Regions from separate parts of the Sus scrofa genome. Here region 2 is linked to region 1. Evidence: chromatin contacts called from public Hi-C data. All regions are on one chromosome and are shown on one strand. The core of a region is the stretch at or near the end of the contact, and the rest is flanking DNA. Distances in the headings are between cores, read along the strand shown.

Evidence for each region. Hi-C and Micro-C count contacts between places; a contact is called where the count stands out from the background.
Region 2: a Hi-C map of embryonic fibroblasts shows a contact between it and region 1, with 2.7 times the contacts expected there. The contact joins the promoter of EPHA4 here to the enhancer-like site in region 1. A contact is called at or near these places in 1 of 5 promoter capture datasets (fetal liver) and 1 of 47 Hi-C or Micro-C datasets (embryonic fibroblasts).

Annotation. Positions count from the first base shown.
Region 1 is chr15:122,603,827-122,609,843 of Sscrofa11.1, reverse strand. All of the region lies in intron 4 of LOC110256949 (a long non-coding RNA gene), which reads right to left. Among named protein-coding and RNA genes, the nearest start is that of EPHA4, 890 kb to the left of the region's middle. Within about 2 kb of position 2,828, at least 6 of the 83 cell types and tissues checked have an H3K27ac peak or open chromatin away from gene starts, as enhancers often do. A contact at or near this core is called in embryonic fibroblasts, where this site is marked.
Region 2 is chr15:123,499,575-123,505,591 of Sscrofa11.1, reverse strand. It overlaps EPHA4 (EPH receptor A4), which reads left to right and starts at 3,833. Exons shown (of 17, transcript NM_001134967.1): 1 at 3,833-3,923. The coding sequence starts at 3,833.

The DNA.
Region 1 (6,017 bases), core at 1,579-4,078:
AGAGGGGAGATGTGAAGAAGTAAATACTGTAAATTCCATTTACATAAAGTTAAATAACAGACAAAATTAATCAGTGGTGATACAAATCAAAATAGCAGCTACCTTTGGAGAGTGATATTGACTATGAAAGAACATGAGTAGCCCTCTTACACGTGATAAATGCACCTTCTCTTGATCAAGATGATAGTTACATAAATATATAAAAAATCCTTGAGTTGTGTGTTTAAGATTGATGCCCTTTTGGTATGTTATATCCCAATTTAAAAATAATAAGTATGAGCAGGAAAGAACTTGGTGAACTGGAGTGTATGTCAGGCAGTGTCTTTAAAACAGTTTCAGAAAAAAAAAAAAATAACCACAAGGTCTTGACAATTTAACTTGCATTGTTTCCTCATGCTCATTGCCCTCTCTGTGTTGTCCTAATTCATACTAGTGCAACTGCAGTCCATGTCAACTGGTCTGTTTGTGCCCCCAGGTCTACCCACACAGTGCTATTGGTTCTCCTTCCTAACTGTTGACTCTGCCATTAACTCCTTAATATGGACACCTTCAGTGGTTCTCCATTTCCTATAAAATAAAGTCCACAATCATTAGCATGGGTATGGGGCCTTTTGCAATCTGTTTCCAGCCAAGTACTCCCGTATCATTTCTTACCTATCACCCTATTCACCTTCCTTCTTTCCTTCCTTGTTTCCCTCCTTCAATACATTTTTACTGAATGCCTATTTAGGTAAGACACTGCTAGATGGTAGAGAAATGAAAATGAATGAGAAAGAATCTTATCACTGTATTACAGACCAAAGAAGCAAAGATTTCCAAATAGAATTACAACACTAATGAGAGGCATGAAGGAGAGAGATGAAAGGCATCATGGAGTCCAGAAGAGGCATGTTAGGGTCAGTCTGGAACATTTTTTGCAGAGCTGATTGAAGATGCTGAGTATTGAAAAAGGAAGAGAAATAGACTTGGTAGATGGAGATAGGTGTGTGGAGGGTTATGACATTCTAGGCAGGCTGAGGTTTTAAGGAAGATAGAGAATGAGGATATCTAGAAAATGAAAATAGTAATAATAATTTTTAAAAAGCATTTATGGTTTAACAATGGAGAACGGGTGTGGCAATGACTGCATCAGGAAATGCAGGCAGGCAACCAGCTCATCAAGGTCCTTGTTTGCCATGCTAAGGAGTTTGGATTTCATCCTAATGGAAAGTGGAGCTCCCAGACACACCCTGCACTACAGCCACGCCAAGCTCTGCAAACTTCCACAGCCACTCCAGGCACTTTCACAACTTTCTGCTATTGTTCGTTTTGTTTCCTCAGCTCCAAAGCCAGCCCCACCTGGCCAAAGTGCATCCATTGTTCTCAACTGTATACTTGACAACATGGAATTTCTTTTACTGAACTTGGCATGGACGCTATGCCATCAGCCCCCATTAAGAAATAACGTGAGACCAAACCCATGAAGCTTGTTATTCTGTTGACTACAGTGATGTGGTTCAAAAGACTTGTTTGTCATGTTTCACAAGGATTCTCTTTGTGTGAGAACCAAGGGAAGGTCTCCCAGTACCAGGGATAGTTGAGGTCCCCCATGAGCTGCTTTGCATTTGTCTTAATCACACTCATTCCTTTTAGAAGAATGAATCAAAGCCGCATCTGTGACCCTACATATAATAATGTTACTCTTTATGGACTAACATCATCAGGGCATTATTTTATTTTCTTCCTCTATTTTTTTTCAGTATCTTGATTTCCTCCCTTACCTTTTCAAAGATTGTGAGATTCACCTGAACCCATTTTTTGGAACAATTTGGAGTACAAACAACTAGATGAATAAATAAAAGAAAAAAAGTTCTTTAATATTCTTTAATGCCCCCTTTTGTAAAGCCAGCCCAGATAATTCCACACAGGCTTACTCAGTGCCTGCCTGGAAGTCCTACAACTCTTTGTTCACATCTTTATCCCAGTCCTCTCACAGTACTTTACAAGCAATCTCATACAGGTTCGTTTTTCCCACCCCTTCAGGAGCTCCTTCAGGTTGGGACAAAAAGTTTTAATTTCCTATTATTTTCCCAGAGTCTAGTGCTGTACAATGAAAGGACACATTTAATCCTTGGTGTCTGAATAAATGAATGGACAAGTATTGATAAAAGGAAAGAAACTTGAACTTAATTGCTATAAGATCAGGGGAGAGGGTAAAAGAATACTAACAGCACAGTGGACAGGAACCCTCAAGATGAATCACTTTGTAAAAATACCTAGACATCTAAATAGTCTCAAGTCCAAAGAGTGGGCCAATGATCAAAGTTATCATTTTGGATGTGGAAAAAAAGAATGCAAGAGAGAAGTCAGTTACACTTGTTTGGGCAGGAGATAAAACAGGGCTAGATGTGGGGCACCTGTCCATAGGAACAGAGTCATGCAAAAGATGTTTATCAAGTTCCTACAGAATTATTGCACTGGAGGCTGTGATTAGGTACTGTAAAAGCAGAGAAAAATAACAACCTTGAAGGGATATGAACCCTTAATCCTCTGACTAAGGGCTGCTATATGAGTTTAAAAAAAAAAAAACAAAAAAAACAGGATTTGGAAACTCACTTATAAAAAATTATGAAAATATTTATTGGGTGCTTTAACTCTGCAGTCGAAGTGACTCATAGTAATAAGCATTCCATGTATTGTTCAGTGCATCATCGTTTACCCAGGGTTTTCATGGGCACGCCCCCCCCCCCGGGGACACAAAATCATTCTTTGGGGGCAAAAGGGCAGATGGTTTCTTCGTCTGTGGTAGATTAGAGGACTGAGTCTCAGGCAGGCCAAGGTATTTGCACAAGTTCACACACATGGTTGGTGGTTAGTGCAACCAGAAGGGAGGTTTTCTGACTCACAGTCTATAGCACAATATTAGGTTTATTTTTGCTGTCTCAGCAAACTCTAGACAATGCCTGATATCAGCTTACCCAGAAGAGCGAAACTCTTCTGGGAGTTTCACTGAGTAGTAGGACTTCCTGGAGCCTCAGGGATAAAGTTCAAATTCATCAGCATGGCATTTGAGGCCTTTCCCAGTCTAACTTCACCTGCCCAGGCAACATCATTCCCTAAAACCTTCCCCAATGCACCTGTACCTGCTGTTCCCTTCTGGAAGTTTGACTTGAACTGCCAGTCCTTCTCCAGAATTATAAAATATCAGTCAGGTTCTCTCCTGACTCAAACATTTTTAAATCAACACAAACTTTATCTCCATTCCATAAAGCTATCTACATTTGGTTTATATGCAAAATGTTTGATAAACCTATACATTAATTTTTCTGATAACTTAGCCTGAGAGAAAGATTGAAACTCCAGAAAGAGGTGCCATGTGATTTATCCTCTGGCTTTGAATTTACATCAACCCCTGTGAATGAACCCTAAGTTGAGAGATAGCAATTTTATTTTAACATTCTCTACCATCTCCTCCAAGTAAGTTTAAGTCATTATATAGCCAAAGAGCAACACAGTAATATACAGAGATGAGACAGTGTCTCAATTACTTTGTTACATGTTTAATGCTCCTCATTTTGGCAAACCAAGGTTCTAATGAAAGGATGATTTTTATCTCATTCTAAGTTCAGGTCATCCCATTTGTACTATTTGGTTTCTCAGCGTGTATGAACAAAACAGTCCTATAACTGCTTAGTGATATAAAAACAAAATCCACTGGCAATTTTCAAATTTAAGCATCACTTGCTACCAAGTAAATACCAATAACTGCTGATTCTAAAGAGTGTCACATAAATCTTTCTTGCTACTGAGGAAAAAAAAAATTCCAGCAGGACTAGAATAGCATTCTAGAAAATGACACCATGTGGTGTCTCAAAACTTATTTTTCTTCACATCTTTGTTCCTAGAAAATAATTTTCTCTACCTTTTTTCCCTTCTCTAAAATTGCTCTTTCAAAGTTGGTTGGGAGAAATGCATCCATTTTTTTCATCACCATTATAGCATTAAAGCATTAAACCATTACAGCAGCTGAGGTATTTAGGGGAACAGGACCGCAATTCACTCTGAAAGGCATCACAAAAATAAGATGGATTGATGTACAGATAGAGAAATATATAGAGGGATAGACATGTGATAAAGAAAATGTAATAAAATGATAAGGGTAGAATCTAGATGGAAAGTATTCAGGTGTCCACTGAAAAATTATTTCATAATTTTCTATAGTTTAAAATTTTTTCATAATAAAATGTTGGGGGAAAAGGCATTAAAAGAGTCATTTACCCACTCTCCTAGTTCATTTGACAGCACCCACCCTCTACTGTGCTACAGGATCTGTTCTCCACTGATGTGCAAATGGACGAGCCTTCATGTTGCAAGGGTGTAATTAGGGAGCCAGTTTAGAAATTTGGCAGTCAGTGTTAAAAGGAAACATTTCTACTTTGTGCTGTGCTCATCAAAAGACAAGATGAAACACACTCTTTTGTCATGATATTTTTGCATTGTAACCTGATGAAGTTTAAATTCAGCCAGCTCCAACATGCTTTTCAGGCTAAATTCTACTCACTATCAACAAAGCTCACCTTTGCAATAAAGAGAAACTAAAAAGAAGAGAAATGCATATATATATATACATTTCTACGCTATATATATATATATATATAGCGTAGAAACACACACACACATACATATAAATCCTTGGTAATAAAAGTATAAATAGAAACAAACAAATGACAACAAATCCCATACCAATCAGAACAATCAAGAATGAAAGGAGGATATTAAGGACCAAAAGATAAAACTAAATGTGGATACTGTTTAGTCCATATAACTTCATATAATATGAAAGGAGGTTATTGTAAACATTCATATGATATATTACAGGATACTGAATATGAAACATATTCATATAGTTTCTAGCAATGCATCATCTTCATTAAAGCTGAAATTATTCTCCTTGCCCTGAATTTCATTTATGAAAGAGCAGGTGACATCTAGTTTGATGCATAAGCCAGTGAGGGAAAGGAAATTTTTTTCTACTTTAATTCCAGGGCCAATTATTGGTAATGTAAGAACCCACTACTTATCTAGTTACCTTTCTGAAAGGGATATGCTTCCCCTGGCTATCTGAAAATGCTTATTGTTATCAAAGACAGTGTCTAGACAAGCAATTGACCTTCCCCTTATCGTGACCTACAGTTGTCATTGTCATTTCTCCATCTTTACCTTTGGCAGAAATTCTGTATATAATAAGCATATCACATTTAAAAAATTGGAAAGAGGGTAACACACCATTCCTCTTTTCTCTTTTTAATCTTAAACATTATTTGGAATTGATGTATTTATATTCCTTAAACATAGAATAGTTTCCATTTTCCTTTTTTTTTTTCAAATATCATTTAAAAAAAAAAAAACTTGGACAAATGTTCTACAAATGTCCTCCAAGAAAAGAAAAATATGAAAAAACAAATCAAACTTGGCCAGCTTCATGGTCATATGTTAAAATGTCATAGATATTTTGTTTGATGTTTTGGCCTAATTTTATTTCTTTGATAAACTTTAATGATTTGTCAGTCATAGATGTCAGAATTGCTTTAGAATTTGGACTGTGTATTTTAAAAAGGAATCAAAATTTCTTAGTATCATAGAGATTTCTTTGTATCATATCATAATTTCATTGTATCATTGAAGGTGAATTTAATAAACATATTTCCCTTAGATATTCATTCTATGTATTACATTATTTATTAAATATTGATTTTAGAAGTTTACTAAATGGTCTGTTCAAGGCAATTCTCAAGTATTTATCTTCAAATTTACTAAATATCAAATATAATAATATTTCCATCTAAAATATTTTAACTTTGGTTAGCTCTGTCTTCCTCTTTATGAAATCCCTTTGTGTTTTTTTTTTTTTCCCCATATTAGTTTCCTTCTAAGAGCTAAATTCCAGATGGTGAATTCGTTTCTTAGGTGTTCACTTTGTCATGAACAGAACTTTCACAGGGAGTATACTTCTGATAACAACATTAATAAAATTCTGG
Region 2 (6,017 bases), core at 2,584-5,083, 890 kb before region 1:
CTGTACTCTATTGCTGCTTATTTGTCCACCAGTCAAAGGTTCTTTCCTTATTTCTTTGGTGAAGTTGGCCCTCCACTTAGAGGCAGAAACTCTACCACTTGGTGTTATTTTTAAATGTCGGGATCAATAAGAGATACTTTTGAAATTCAATGTTATTTCAATTAAGCATTTAAAATGCAGGTCAGGCACTGCACAAAGAGGAAAAATTATATCAAAAACTTCAAATTATTGATTTACTATTTTTATTAAGCTTATAAGCATATATATTTTGACATGTCTCATTGGATTCAAAATACTCTCAAATTCTTACAGCAGTTAGGAGGCTAGTTTTACTCGAGGATATTAAAACTAGGTGATTTTAGGTACTTTTTATGTGACATTCTATTGCATGCTTCTGACTCCAGTGAAAGATGGATTTGTTATAAATAACTCTCTGGGTCCAAGGTGAAAATTCCAAGGTGTTTCCAATAAAGACAGAGATATGCCTTGACGGTGGACCAGGACCACTATGATTTTTTCTTTATTTTTGCCCCCCCCCCTTTTTTAATGGCTGCACCTGAAGCATATGGAAGTTCCTGGGCTAGGGATCGAATTGGAGCTGCAGCTGAGGCCTAGGTCACAGCCACATTCACAGATCCAAGCCACATGTGTGACCTACACCACAGCTTGCAGCAATGCTGGATCTTCAACCCACTGCGTAAGTCCAGGGATTGAACCTGCATCCTCACAGAGAGGATGTCGAGTCCTCTACTCCCTGAGCCACAACAGGAACTCCCTCATGTTTGCCCTACGTTGCAGAGGGAATCATGTCTGTTAGATTAGATGGCTTTTCCTCCAGGTTGCATAATGTATGGAGGAATTTTGAGTGGCTCATTTCTGTCTTAAAAAAAATTGTTACTGTAATTTTTATTATGGAAAACACTGAACACACATAAGCATAGAAAGAAGAGTGTAATCAAGCCACATGAGTCCCTTTATTCAGCATGAAAAAATACCAACATTTTCCCATCCTGTCTCATCTATTTATTCCCCTATTCTTGTTCTCTCTTTTCCCTTTTTAATTGGAATATTTCTAGAGAAATCTAAGCAGTCCTATTCTTTTATCCTAAATACTTCAGCATTTAGCACTTCATTTCTGATCTTCAGCTCAGAAATGCTTTAAAGAGGAAGTTATAGTTCAGTTTTTCCCAGATTACTTGGCTGGTTTGGGGCCTTAAAAGGAAAATGGGAGGAAAAGGGGGGGACGGGGACGACACTGAGTGTCCCCTAGCAAATGAAGCCTTGCTTTCAGGCAGCCGTGGCTGGGAAGATTTTAATATTCTGTGTGCATATGGGGGAGGGGATGGTTCATGTTTTAGAAATTTTACTGTTTTTTTAAGGAGGCAGGCAGACAATTTCCCATTTTAACCACCCATACATGCAAAACTCAAATCTTGAAGAGAGGCAACCAGCGACTATTTTTTAAAAACGGTTTAGAAAGAATTCAGATTGCTCTTTTTCTCTGCTGAGTCTGTATACAGAAAGACAGGGACCAATATTCATCTTCTTTTCCTGTAAAACTCTAGGAGACACATGAAAGTACCTAGAAATGCATTCCTTAAAAGGATTTTGTGCAGTTATTGTAAATAATTTATGCACACACGTACGTATGTATATATCCCCCATGTGCATCCCCAACCACCACCCCGTTTTTGCTTGTGTAAAATCAGGAGCTGCAATAGCTGAAACCCACTTCTTCAAACTGACATTTCAGCAGGTCTTTCACTGAGAAGCCATAATGTCTGGAGCCGCAGGAGCTGTCCCTCTAGGCCACCGACTCACAGGCTAATGCCCAACGCCTTGCAAACGTGCTCCAGTAAAAGTTGCCCATCTCGTTAGCCTGGGTCTGAGTTTGCACGAGTGGAGGAGACGCGATGTTCTACGGAGGCCAGTGACTAGAAACTGGCCGCGATCTGCTCTCTTCTCCACATCTCCCTACACCCCTCCGGCCCCTCCTACTTTATCTAGGTTTCGGGTTTGTTTGTTTTTTTTTTTTTTTTCCCCAGAGATAGCAGCTACTCAGGCAACCCCTGAGATGTTGACCAGGAGTTTCTCCTTGAAAGGCTTTCAGATTCCGTCTTCTGAATTCCAGCTGGCGAGAAGCCCGACAGGACTCCCCGTCCCTCTCGTCGGCTGCCCGCCAATACTCCGCAGGGGTGGCCTGGGTGCCCAGGACAAGGGCGGGTGGATGGAAAAGATACCGCACGGACACACCTCCTCCCCGCGCTGGCTGCTTGTTGGGGTCTTTGTCCACTTGCCCCGCCGCGGGGGCCGCGCACTCCCCTTTATGGCCGGCAGGTGGCGCGGTTGGTTCACGATGAGCTGCTGCGGGAGCGGGAAAGGCGCTTCCACCTCCCCGCCGTCGCGCTCCCGCTGGGACCCAGTCTCCGGAGGAAAACCCGGCCCTAACCCTTAGGGAGTCAGAGGAGGGTTGGTTTGAGAGAGGGAAGGAGAGAGGCCTCTTCAGGAATCGGGCACCTCCAGTCGTCCGCAGAATTCACCAAGTCGCGTAGGGGGCCGGTCCCCCGCCCGCCTGCGGCGTTGCGGTCTCGGCAGCGCTCAGTTGGCTGCGTCCGCGGTCGGGGCATCAGGGGACACCCCAGGGCTCCGTGCTGCCTGCGCCCCCAGGAGGTCCACAGTGACACCCGCGGCACCGCAGTGAGCGCAGCTGCGCGGATTTCTGCGGGTCCCTTGGCCCACCACCGCCTTCGGGGGCTGCAAGAGCTGTGCAGACCAGCGCAGGGGAGCAACGGGAGCGCTGAGCTGCAGCAACCACTCCGGGCAGCTCCCGGGCTCCCGTGTGCCTTGTGCTCTCCGCTTTTGCCTTCTGTGCCGGGACTTGCTAGTCAGGGACTCCCCTCGGGAAACACACAGTTGGTTCTCCGCAGTCAAGGTCATCTCGGAGTTTCCTGCCAGGTTTGGGGGAGTACTATCCCGGGGCCGGAGATGCGGCCAGAGGGGGCTTCTCCGTTGCTATAAAGTCTTTCGTTCAGTCTCTGGAGACCGTGATAGAATCCTGCTTCTGGATGAGCGCCGCTCTCGACCGACGTTAGGGACTGATTAGGTCCCCGCTCTCCAGGCAGCTGGGAGCTTGGGAAAAGGAGTTATCAAGCCACAAATCTCCCCCCTCCCCAAGAGCATTTCACACCGAGATGCACCACAAAGGCACAAAAAGGGGCCAGGTAGCAGAGGGTGGCCGTCGCCGTGCGCAGGAGTGAAGGCGCAGCCCCAGTCGGGACGTGCGGGACGCCAACGCTTCGACCCTCAGAAAAGAGCAATAGCAAAGAGGCAGGTCAACTTTAAACTTTTTTTTTTTTTTTTAAATGGCTATGAAAGAGCCTTTTCCTCCATCTCAAATCGCCCGTGGGGGATGTGGGGGCTCCCACCATTCCTCGGACTGTCCTCAACCAATTCAGAATCTTTCGAAGCTCCTTCTGTCGCCCAGGAGCTGGACCCCCAGGTGCTGGACCCCAGGTGCAGTCTGGAAACCCAGTCGTCTACCTCCGGCGGGGGCGGGATACAGCACAGACCTCCCCCCGCAACCCCAACCCCGGGGAGACCTAGCGCCCTGCGGAGCCCGGAGGGGCGGTACGTCGGGGGCGGCTCTGCCTGGTGGGGGCGGGGCCAAACCGCCCCCTCTGCTCTACCATTGGCCGAGGTCCCGGGACTGGCGGGTGCGCGTCACCGGCCGGGCCCACCCCCTTGGCAATGTCTTCAGCCTGCTGCACTCCTAACTTAAGCATTTATTCCACTGGGATAGAAGCGGCAGGAGCAACGTTGGCACCGGCGAACCATGGCTGGGATTTTCTATTTCGTCCTCTTTTCGTTTCTCTTTGGGATTTGCGACGCTGTCACCGGTTCCAGGGTATATCCCGCAAATGAAGGTAAGAGTGGGGCGGCCTTTCTGCCGTCTGGGACAGAGAGGCAACGATCGGCGGACGAGGGGTCCTCGGGAACTCGAGGCCGGCGGGTGTAGGGGATCCCCGTGCAAGCGGTGCACCCTGACTCCGGAGAATGGGGCCCGGGCGAGGGGATCCCCGAAGGAGAGGCGGGGAGCGGCCGGGCAGCCTGCCTCGGGGAGGTGACCCGTTCTTGCGGCGGGGTTGCCCAAGTTTGTAACGAAAGGACAAAGTTTATCAGCATCCACCGACGAAGGCAGCCTGAGGCACCCTATGGGGATACCCGGGAGCCAACACCAAAATAAAAATAAATAAATAAATTCTGTGGACCTGTTCCTACCGTCACTTTCCCACTCGACACTGGCTGAGTGAGAACGGAAGCCTGGACCTACTTGAGGATATCGTGCTGCTCTCTTGGGTTCTTGCGAAAGCCTTGCGAGCTCCGGTTTCTGCAAAGTTTCCCGAGCCCTGCGCTTCCCAGGACCCGGCTGCCCGGCCTCCGCCGCGCAGCGGTCGTGGCGCAGCTCACCGGTCGCCGGTGACCTGATTTCTAACACCCGGCGTCAGACACCTTTCTCCCCTCAGGGCCCCGCGCCCTGGGGGTGCGATCGCTGGCCTAGTGAGTCCCAAGCGCCTCACCTCAGGCCACCCCGAAGACCTGGGGAACCTGCCGGCAAGTTGAATATACTAGAGGTTTAGCTTTTTGCCCCCTGAACTGTACACCAGGTTAGTTTGGAGGGACCGTGAGGGACCGACTGGATCCATGTCGGTGATCAGTTTTCTGCGAGTCTGTTTGGACGTGCTGAAAAGGCAGTGTGTGTGTGTCTGTGTCGGGGATGTGGGGGGTGATCATTTAGTTTCTGATGATCTCAGAGAAAGGCGAGTTGCGTGTGCGTGTGTGTGTATGAGCGCAAGCGCAAATGCGTGTATGTGGGTGCGCGGGTGCCCGCGTGTAAGCAAGCAATTGTGTGCCTGGGCGCGAGTGTCCTAATTGTGTGCGCGTGTGTTCCGGCGAATGCTCGCGCTCGAGCCTGCGTGCATCAGTCTCGCCGTCTCCTTCACCTCCCCACCCTCTCCCATCCATCCATCCATCCATTCATACGTCCGTCTCTCCAAGATCCGTCCATCCATTCCCGTGCAATCTATCATTTTCCCTGCTCCGAAGGAGGGAGCCAAAAACCAACTTAGCCTTAGCTGGGCAGCCGGTACCCAGAGTTCGCCAGTCAGAGGCTCTCAGAGATTCACACACCTGCCGGCAGACACAGCTCCGGAGGAAAGGGGCGCTCCCTCGCTCTGCCCATCTCTCTCCTTCCGACGTGGCTCCTAGTGCAATCTCGGCCGCTGCAGCCCCTAGGTCCCCAGGGTCATTCCTCTGATCCGAGTCGTGGATCCTTCTTTCTCCTGACTACTTTGCACACTTGTTAGGACGTCCCTCAGGACCTCTGCACCAAACGCAAAGGAGATTTTTCTTTCTTTTCTTTTTTTCCCTTTTTTTCCCCTTGCTTTTTTCGTTTAGAAGCAAAACTTGGGAGCCCCAGACAAAAAAAGTGATGATGGAGCTATAGGCTGGTGTAGAAATGGGGGGGGGGGGTGTCACCCCCCTCCGATCCCGCCTCCTCCTTAAAAATTAATTCATTTTGTTGCTTTTTATTCTCATCACGTTTTCTTTTCTCCCTCTTACCCTCCCTTTCTACTCCCTCCCTTTTTTTGTAAATTGGGTCTTATTGTTCCCTTTGTGTCCCTAATCCACCTTACATAAATCCAAATGGATGTAGCGGGCTTTTCTCTAGGGACCGAGAAGAGGGAATGAGGAGGGGGCGCCACTCCGGGCGGGAGCGACCCAGGGAAGGCTCTACATTTTAAAATAATTAACAGACTCTAGGAATTCAGGCTTCCCGGGGAAAACCAGGAGAGATAGGCTCGTTTTAACTCCTTTGACTTTGGGGCGAAATGAGAGGGGAGGTGGGTAGAATTCAGGGACCTGGGAGGGGCAGGATTGAGAGTTGGGGTTCACGAGCGCAAGGAGGGCGGCTCCCCATGCCCACCCCTCCCCCCAGCCTGAAGAGCCAGCCTCAGATC